2 separate regions of the Mus musculus genome follow, and region 1 is linked to region 2. Evidence: chromatin contacts called from public Hi-C data. All regions are on one chromosome and are shown on one strand. Each heading gives the region's core, a stretch centred on a gene start, on an enhancer-like site or on the middle of the called end of the contact. The rest is flanking DNA. Distances are from core to core; before and after follow the strand shown. Region 1 has its middle 170 kb from the start of 4930583P06Rik. Region 2 has its middle 29 kb from the start of 4930517E11Rik.

Region 1 (3,647 bases), core at 859-3,358, 290 kb before region 2:
GGATGCATAGAAAAGACAATTCTATCAAATCTATCTAAACTAAATTAGAAAAATGAGATACTTTTTCAATAATAAGTATATGCTACAAAACATATCATCCAAACCATGAAACATTATAGGATTTTTGTCATTTAAAGCCACATACTTACAAAGATGACTTTAGATACAAAATAGTCAGAGACTTGCTCTAAAATGGATCTTAAACTAAGTTTTAATCACCATTGTGAAGAATATGAAAAAAAACCCCATATTTCATGTTTGGGGACTGGAGAGTTGGCTCATCAGTTAACAGTTCCAACTGCTCCACCAGAGGACCCTAGTTGGATTCCTAGCACCTGTATGAGAGCTTACAACCATCTGTAACCCCAGTTCCAGCAGATCCAGTGACCTCTTTTGGCTTCTATAGACATTGTACATATGTAGCATATATGCAAGCACATAAAATGAAAATAATAATCTCTTAATTAAAAAGATCCTTTTTGTTAATACTGTGGCATATTCTGAGCTTGGGTTGGCTCATAGAAATTTAAGTAACTGTGGCTCAAATGTAACTGAACTGTCCTCCCCCAGTTATCCTCTCTCAGCCAACTATCCATCTAAGCACACTCCCAATGCGGTTATGTGTATTGTTTCTGAATAAAAGAGTATGGTCTACAAAAAAAAAAAAGAAATTTAAGTAACAACTGAATTCCTCAGGGACAAATATAATCAAGGCCTTGGATTTTTATCTGTTTCACAGGGGCTGGGTATGTGCAAGGATGAATTTTGAGTCTCAGTTGCATATGTAGGACCCTTTCTTTTAAAGGGTTCCTGGTGTGCAGATTATATAACAAGCTGCTATTCCTATTTCAGGACCAGCAGATTTGTTACAACAGTGCTTGTGCCCTAGTGCCCCTAGGGGTCAGGTTTTGTAAGCTACTTCACCAGGAACTTTGGACAGGAAGTGTGACATACAAATCTAATTTTCTGAGACCAGAATTGAAAGATGGTTAAACTGTTTCTAGAATTTGAAAAATCTTAAAAGAAACAAAAAAAAATCTATTCTGGTTCATAACTTGTATAATAAACGCCTTTGCATATTGGTTTGATAAGTATCAAAACTCAGGCAAGGGAGTGCATTACAATGATACATTTTAAGTTCCTGGCTAAAGGTGGTTAGAGAGCTGGAGCACACCATTTGCATGTTTGCCTCAGAAATGTGCATTTCCTTTCCTGCAGGATTGGAAGTGAAGTGTTAATCATGCTTTAAATTCTTATTCCCTTGGCCAGGAATTGGAGAGACAATTCTGTTCAATAATGGGACTTCTGTGGTAACTTATGGAAAACATCTGGTTTCCCTCCATCTTAATTTCAGGCTAATTTAGACTAATCTGATTTTCAGTGTCATTTGGAGGTATCTCCATGTGGATCCTTTTTTAAAAGATTTATATTTATTGTACATGAATGGATGTTTCGTCTACATGGATGGCTCTGCAGCATATTATGCCTGGGACCTGTGGAGACCAGAAGAGGACATTGGATTTCCTGGACTGGAGTTATAGGTGACTTTAAGCTATAATGGGAATACTGTGGAGTGAACCTAGGTCCTCTGCAAAGAGTGAACCGAGGTCCAGTGCTCTTAAGAGCTGAGCCACTTCTCCAGTCCCTGTTTTTTAATGAGTACTCTCACTCTTCTCTGAGTTACTTACATAACTCCTTCCTGACGATGCTCTGTTTTCTTTCTTTTTTTCCATTTTTTATTAGGTATTTAGCTCATTTACATTTCCAATGCTATACCAAAAGTCCCCCATACCAACCCACCCCCACTCCCCTACCCACCCACTCCCCCTTTTTGGCCCTGGCGTTCCCCTGTGCTGGGGCATATAAAATTTGCGTGTCCAATGGGCCTCTCTTTCCAGTGATGGCCGACTAGGCCATCTTTTGATACATATGCAGCTAGAGTCAAGAGCTCCGGGGTACTGGTTAGTTCATAATGTTGTTCCACCTATAGGGTTGCAGATCCCTTTAGCTCCTTGGGTTCCGTAGCCACAGATGCTAAAGGTGAATCTAACATTTTCTTGACTTTATATGTCTCAGATTCTAAAATTTTGCAGTCTTACCCCAGTTCTATGGTCAAGACTTAGCTTTTTACAAAGCTAATAAAGAACACAGAGAAGTGCAAAAGCCAAGTGCACCAGTCTGTGAACTAACCAGGGGATCTTTCTTCAGCTGCTTTAAGCCTTCGGGAGAGAGACAAAGCCCAGTTATGCAAATGGAATCATAAAGCACGAGATTACCTCTGCAGACTTTAGTAACTAATTGTGTGTGTATACAAATATATACAAATTGACTTTGACCAGTCCAAATCTTCAAAATAAGCTACTATTCATCATCTATACACGACCCTCCTTTATCTTATTCAGTTCAAAAATAACAAACCATCAGGAACCCATTACTCAGTTTTCCCTGTTAGTGAAGTTTGTGGGGGTTCACTCTCTGTCTCCGAGCTCTTGTTGTTCATTCCACAGTGTGTTTCTAAGGGCCATCTGTGGTGTAAGACAAATGTAGTCATAGTCATAATCTGCTAGACCCCAGTACAGGATAGGTCAAGAAAGCTTTATTCAGTTCTCTTATCAAAACACACCCTGTTTATTTCTCAGGGTAGCATTGGTAGGATGGTATAAAGATTAGAATATTTTGTTGCTGTATTGCTAAAAAGATTGTCCATGGCTCCTGATGGTATATAAATGTACCCATTTCTCCCCCTTCATTAGCAAGCATCATTGGTAGGGCTGAGAGACTCTGGATGCTTAAGACTATGAGATAATGTCAAGTTATTCCAAGGCATTGTTTCAGAATGCATCACCACTTGCAATTTCAGAAAGACCTCACTGAACTGCATCTTCTCTAGAACTTGATTTTATTACATTTTTCAGATAGTTTTTTCTAGCTGAAAGGTTATAAAATGGCACTACAAATATAGATGGATGAAATATCATTTTATGTGCCATTTGAGCAAATACATTTGATTTTTTCCACTGTTGATTGAGTAATCAATGTTTATTTTGACATTTGCATTTTTTATAGGCTTGAATGTTATATATTCAGAATTTTAATCCTTTATTAGATGGATTTCTACAAATCTTACTTTACCAGCTTATGAATCATCCTTTTGTCTTTTAAAGATGTCTTAGAGAAAATAAAAGTTTTTTTAAATGCACAAACATGTACATATACACGATAAAATTCTATGAAGTTGTTTAAAAGAACAAGTGACAAGGCTGTATGCACTGACTTAAAAAGATGTCTTGGAGTGTTAAGTAACAAATCAAGTTGAAAATCATATGTACACTATCACTCCATTCATATTAATAAAGGACCCAAACCGCACATGTTGCAAAGCCTCATGTATATATGGAAACACATAAAAGGGAAACTAGATTAACATCTTCCAACTGTTGACAGTTGGGAGAAAGGCAGGGGAAGTAATAAGGGGAAGAAAGGGCCTTTCATGTTTTCTCTGGATATTTCTGTAGTCTTTCAACCATGTGCAAAGAAAATATTGTCTGTTGCTTGTGCAACAGAAATAGTAATGACAGAAATAAAAGAGAAGCAGAGGCAGTTATGACTGGCATAGGAATCTACAAACTGACCCCTAGAACACAGAG
Region 2 (3,610 bases), core at 858-3,357:
ACTACTGTCATGCGAATGTCTCATCAAAAGCTATGGAAGGACCTGCTGGTGCCCTTCACTGGTATCAATAGCCACAACTACTATTAAGAATCCTCAAAACTCTATCCTATAGCAGATAGCTCTTTCATTCAGATCTTAGTCACTACAAAAATCACTAAATGCTCCCATTGGGACATGACTTCTGGATCTTTCTTGGGGGTTTATTGATTAATATACTAGGCTATCCCTACAGTTCTATTCTTGTTTAGTTCACACTGCAGCTTCTCCCAAAACCCTTCAGTTCCCCGAAGATAATCCAGAAGGCATGGTCCTTAGAACTCACCCCTATCCTTTATCCTTTTTCAAGGATAGGGACCTCCTGTCTTTGTGACACCAAGCTTGCTTTTTTCCTGGCACAATGACTTATGGATCCTGGAAAAATATGGCTTTCCAGTTCTCTGTCTCATCTTGTTCACTCTACCAACTGGAAAGGATTACCACCCTCCTGTCTACCCTCAAGTCTTGTTTCTTCGGTTTCTTCTCAGGTTAAATAGACTTAGAAATTTCTTTTCTTTCCATCAAGAGATCAAATATTTTCTGATAAAATGATATTTACAGCTATATAAAAAACTGGTAGGCTGGTGAAGTCCTTCCAGGAATGCATGCACCATCAAAGAAGACTTTGGGCTTGTTGCGAATTAGCCTTCCCTTGCTGATTTTGTTGGAGTCACTAAACCGGAGGCTATGACCAACCAGTCTTGGACTTATTTCAGTCAACTAATCACCTCCTCCCCAAGTTCACATTCTGCCCTAAGATGTCACAAAATGACAAGACACAATTATAATACTTAAATTAAAAATTCACAAAAAGACAGATAGATTAACATCCCAGTCAATGGCTACAACCTAACTTGAAAAGAGAAGTGGAGAGGCCCATCCCTGCCATTCTCCTAATGGTTCACTACACTATCAGCTTTCAGAGACCAAATTCACTGTCGGCTAATGGTGAGTCAGTAAAGCTAGGTTTTTTCCACATCTAGAATCTAAGGTTCTGTATAGAACACAAGCTTATATGCTCTTACAAGCTGCCTTGAGAGAATGTTTTATGGCAGGGGATCAAATCTCACAGGGGTAGAGAACAATGGTTCTCAGAAGTTATCTAGAAGATTCCGTTGAAGATGCTACTAACCATGGCCCAAAGCCAACCACAGGTGACTTATAAGTCTAAACCACTGCAAATCAAAGCGCGAATTTGGCCACACTGACAGAGAAAAGCTTTCTAAACTCGTAAGTGACTTTTTTTTCCCCCTCAACAGTGCTAAGATCTACTATATCCTATTCATGTGTCGTTTTCCAGCATTTAGTATCTGGCACTTTTCCCAGTTACTAAAAATTCTCATGAAAAGAAGCAGCCACACAAATGCAAGCTGACAAGCCTAAGATCCTTTGTTGGTTTTCTTCCATAATTGATATTACATGTATATTTAGAATACACGGACACTGCAGCCCTGTGCCAGCCGCTCATTCTAACGTCTTTCACATTCTCTTGAATTGTGTGCAACTTCAGCAGTTTCTAATCATCTTACTTTTAAATACCTCTGCTTACAATATGAAAAGGCTTACAGCTTCATTTAAATTAAGACATTCCACATAGCTCTGCCTGCATTCTTTCAAAATACTCAGTCAATTAACATAAGCTACCTTCTAGAGAGGATTTGCTTTAAGTCAGGTGGAAAGAAATATTATTTCAGAACCAAAGAAGAACAAAGCCATGAAATAGATAGAAGATCAAATAATGGAATAAATTGTAAGCTTGTTTAAGTTCCTCATATTTTAAGAGAAAGTATATATATGCTTTTAAAGTGTTCTCCTATAGATTGCTTCTGGGCAGATACAGTCTGCCAGGACAGCTCTAAAGGGGACAAAATATCCAAAATATGGCAGCTTTTTTCAATCAAATGACAGCCCAAAAAGTCTCTGCAGATTCCAAAATACTGCAGGCTCAATCACCCTAGGGTGCAGTGAGCTGAAGCGCAGTTCATCATTCCCAGGGAATTAAATGTGCTGAGAAACAGTCCTGAGTCTGGCAATGTTAAAAATGGTTGAAACCAGAGCATGTCTAACAGCGGGGCCAGGCTGCCACCTGGAGGGCGGCAGGAAACACAGCTCCACGAACGCCAGTCTGTTCCCAACAGTCAAAGAGACCCTTCGGGCTGAGCTAAGCCCCCCATTCTGTTTTACTACTTGACAAAAAAGCTGAGCCTTTCTGTCCCATGGCTCATTGATTAGTGGACCACGTGGAGGCAGCGGCACTAGGTGAAGCCAAGTGTGCCACAGTCTTTCCTTCTTTCCAGACTCAAGGCTGGGGAGGCTCACCCTTGAGCACATCTTTTGTCTCATCCACCCACTTTATTGGTCATTGTTGTGGGTCTTATGTGTCATTTTAGAAACAGAAATATCAGGTCACTTTTCAAAATGTCTAGACTCTTCACGAAGCACTACATACAAGGAAAGAGAAAGCCACACCTTCAAGGTGTGTTGTTCACACAAAGTGAGCACTGGGTATTGTGTGGAGCTCCAATTCAGTCAGGATCACACAGAGAAAAAGACAGAAAGAACACCTGCTGTAGGGGGACAATTCTTTAGTGGCTGTTGAAATCCGATGGGTCAAATCCCTAATCCCCATAAAAGTATGATGTACACATGGGTGCTGTGTACAATATTTTTCCAATGTCCATTTTTTTCTTACATAGGAAAATACAGTAACTACCCCATCTTATCACATTGTGGAGGAGACTGAAATTATACTAATCAACAAGTAAAGATGGTATATAACTCTTAATACAAGCTTTTTGAAAATTAGACTTATCCAGATAGGAAAAAGAGGCAGGACACAGAATACCAACTGCCCAACTGCCAAGTCAGGCAAGAGAGAAAACACTGAGTCAGGAGATGCTCCAGGGCAAGCTGTCACCCTGGGCTGTCACCCTGGGCTATCACTGTGGGCTTCACTTCTTTCAGAAGTCTACACCCACCTATTTCCCTTCCTCTGCTTCTTGCTCTTTCTTTTCACAATGTTTGATCATTACTCAAAAGAAAGTATAGTACTTACTTCCAAAATAGTAAAGACATTTGTTTTGGTTTGGGTTTTTAGTTTCAACTAATTCACAACCTAAAAATAATTGTTTGGGGAAATAGGATTCTGGAAATAATTCTACTGTCCTATTGCATTTCCTCCGGGTAACCCAGCAGAGAGAACATTGGGCCTCTGAGAAGATGCAGGTGAGTACCAATTGGTCCCTACTGGATGTGCTGTTAGTCAGAGAGCTGTAGTGACACCTCCTGGCAAGACCAAAAGAGCACTGCCTTCCATAAAACTGTATTGTCACAACTTTATGATCAGAAACAATGAAGAAAATATATTTTCCCACATGTACTGTTCCTTGAAAGAAAAAAAGTCCATCTGTAGAGAGACACAGTCACAATACTCATATCCATGTTTGAATGGCTTCCATTTAAAAAAAAAACAGCTGAGTCCAAGGAAGAATATAGCTATGTTTTTATTTTATGATACCCAATAACTAAAGCTGGTTTTATCTACTCATCTGGGTATTGTGTACACAAAGTAACA

What was found. A called contact is a pair of places that touch in the nucleus more often than the background predicts.
Region 1: a Hi-C map of the N1E-115 cell line shows a contact between it and region 2, with 3 times the contacts expected there. The contact joins two enhancer-like sites. A contact is called at or near these places in 3 of 39 promoter capture datasets (liver, stem cell-derived epiblast-like cells and trophoblast stem cells) and 4 of 484 Hi-C or Micro-C datasets (the N1E-115 cell line, embryonic stem cells, neural stem cells and 1 more).

The regions. Positions count from the first base shown.
Region 1 is chr2:124,385,707-124,389,353 of GRCm38.p6, reverse strand. It overlaps a transcript of Sema6d not described here. Among named protein-coding and RNA genes, the nearest start is that of 4930583P06Rik, 170 kb to the right of the region's middle. Within about 2 kb of position 2,108, at least 1 of the 459 cell types and tissues checked has an H3K27ac peak or open chromatin away from gene starts, as enhancers often do. A contact at or near this core is called in the N1E-115 cell line, where this site is marked.
Region 2 is chr2:124,099,603-124,103,212 of GRCm38.p6, reverse strand. It overlaps a transcript of Sema6d not described here. Among named protein-coding and RNA genes, the nearest start is that of 4930517E11Rik, 29 kb to the left of the region's middle. Within about 2 kb of position 2,107, at least 22 of the 459 cell types and tissues checked have an H3K27ac peak or open chromatin away from gene starts, as enhancers often do. A contact at or near this core is called in the N1E-115 cell line, where this site is marked.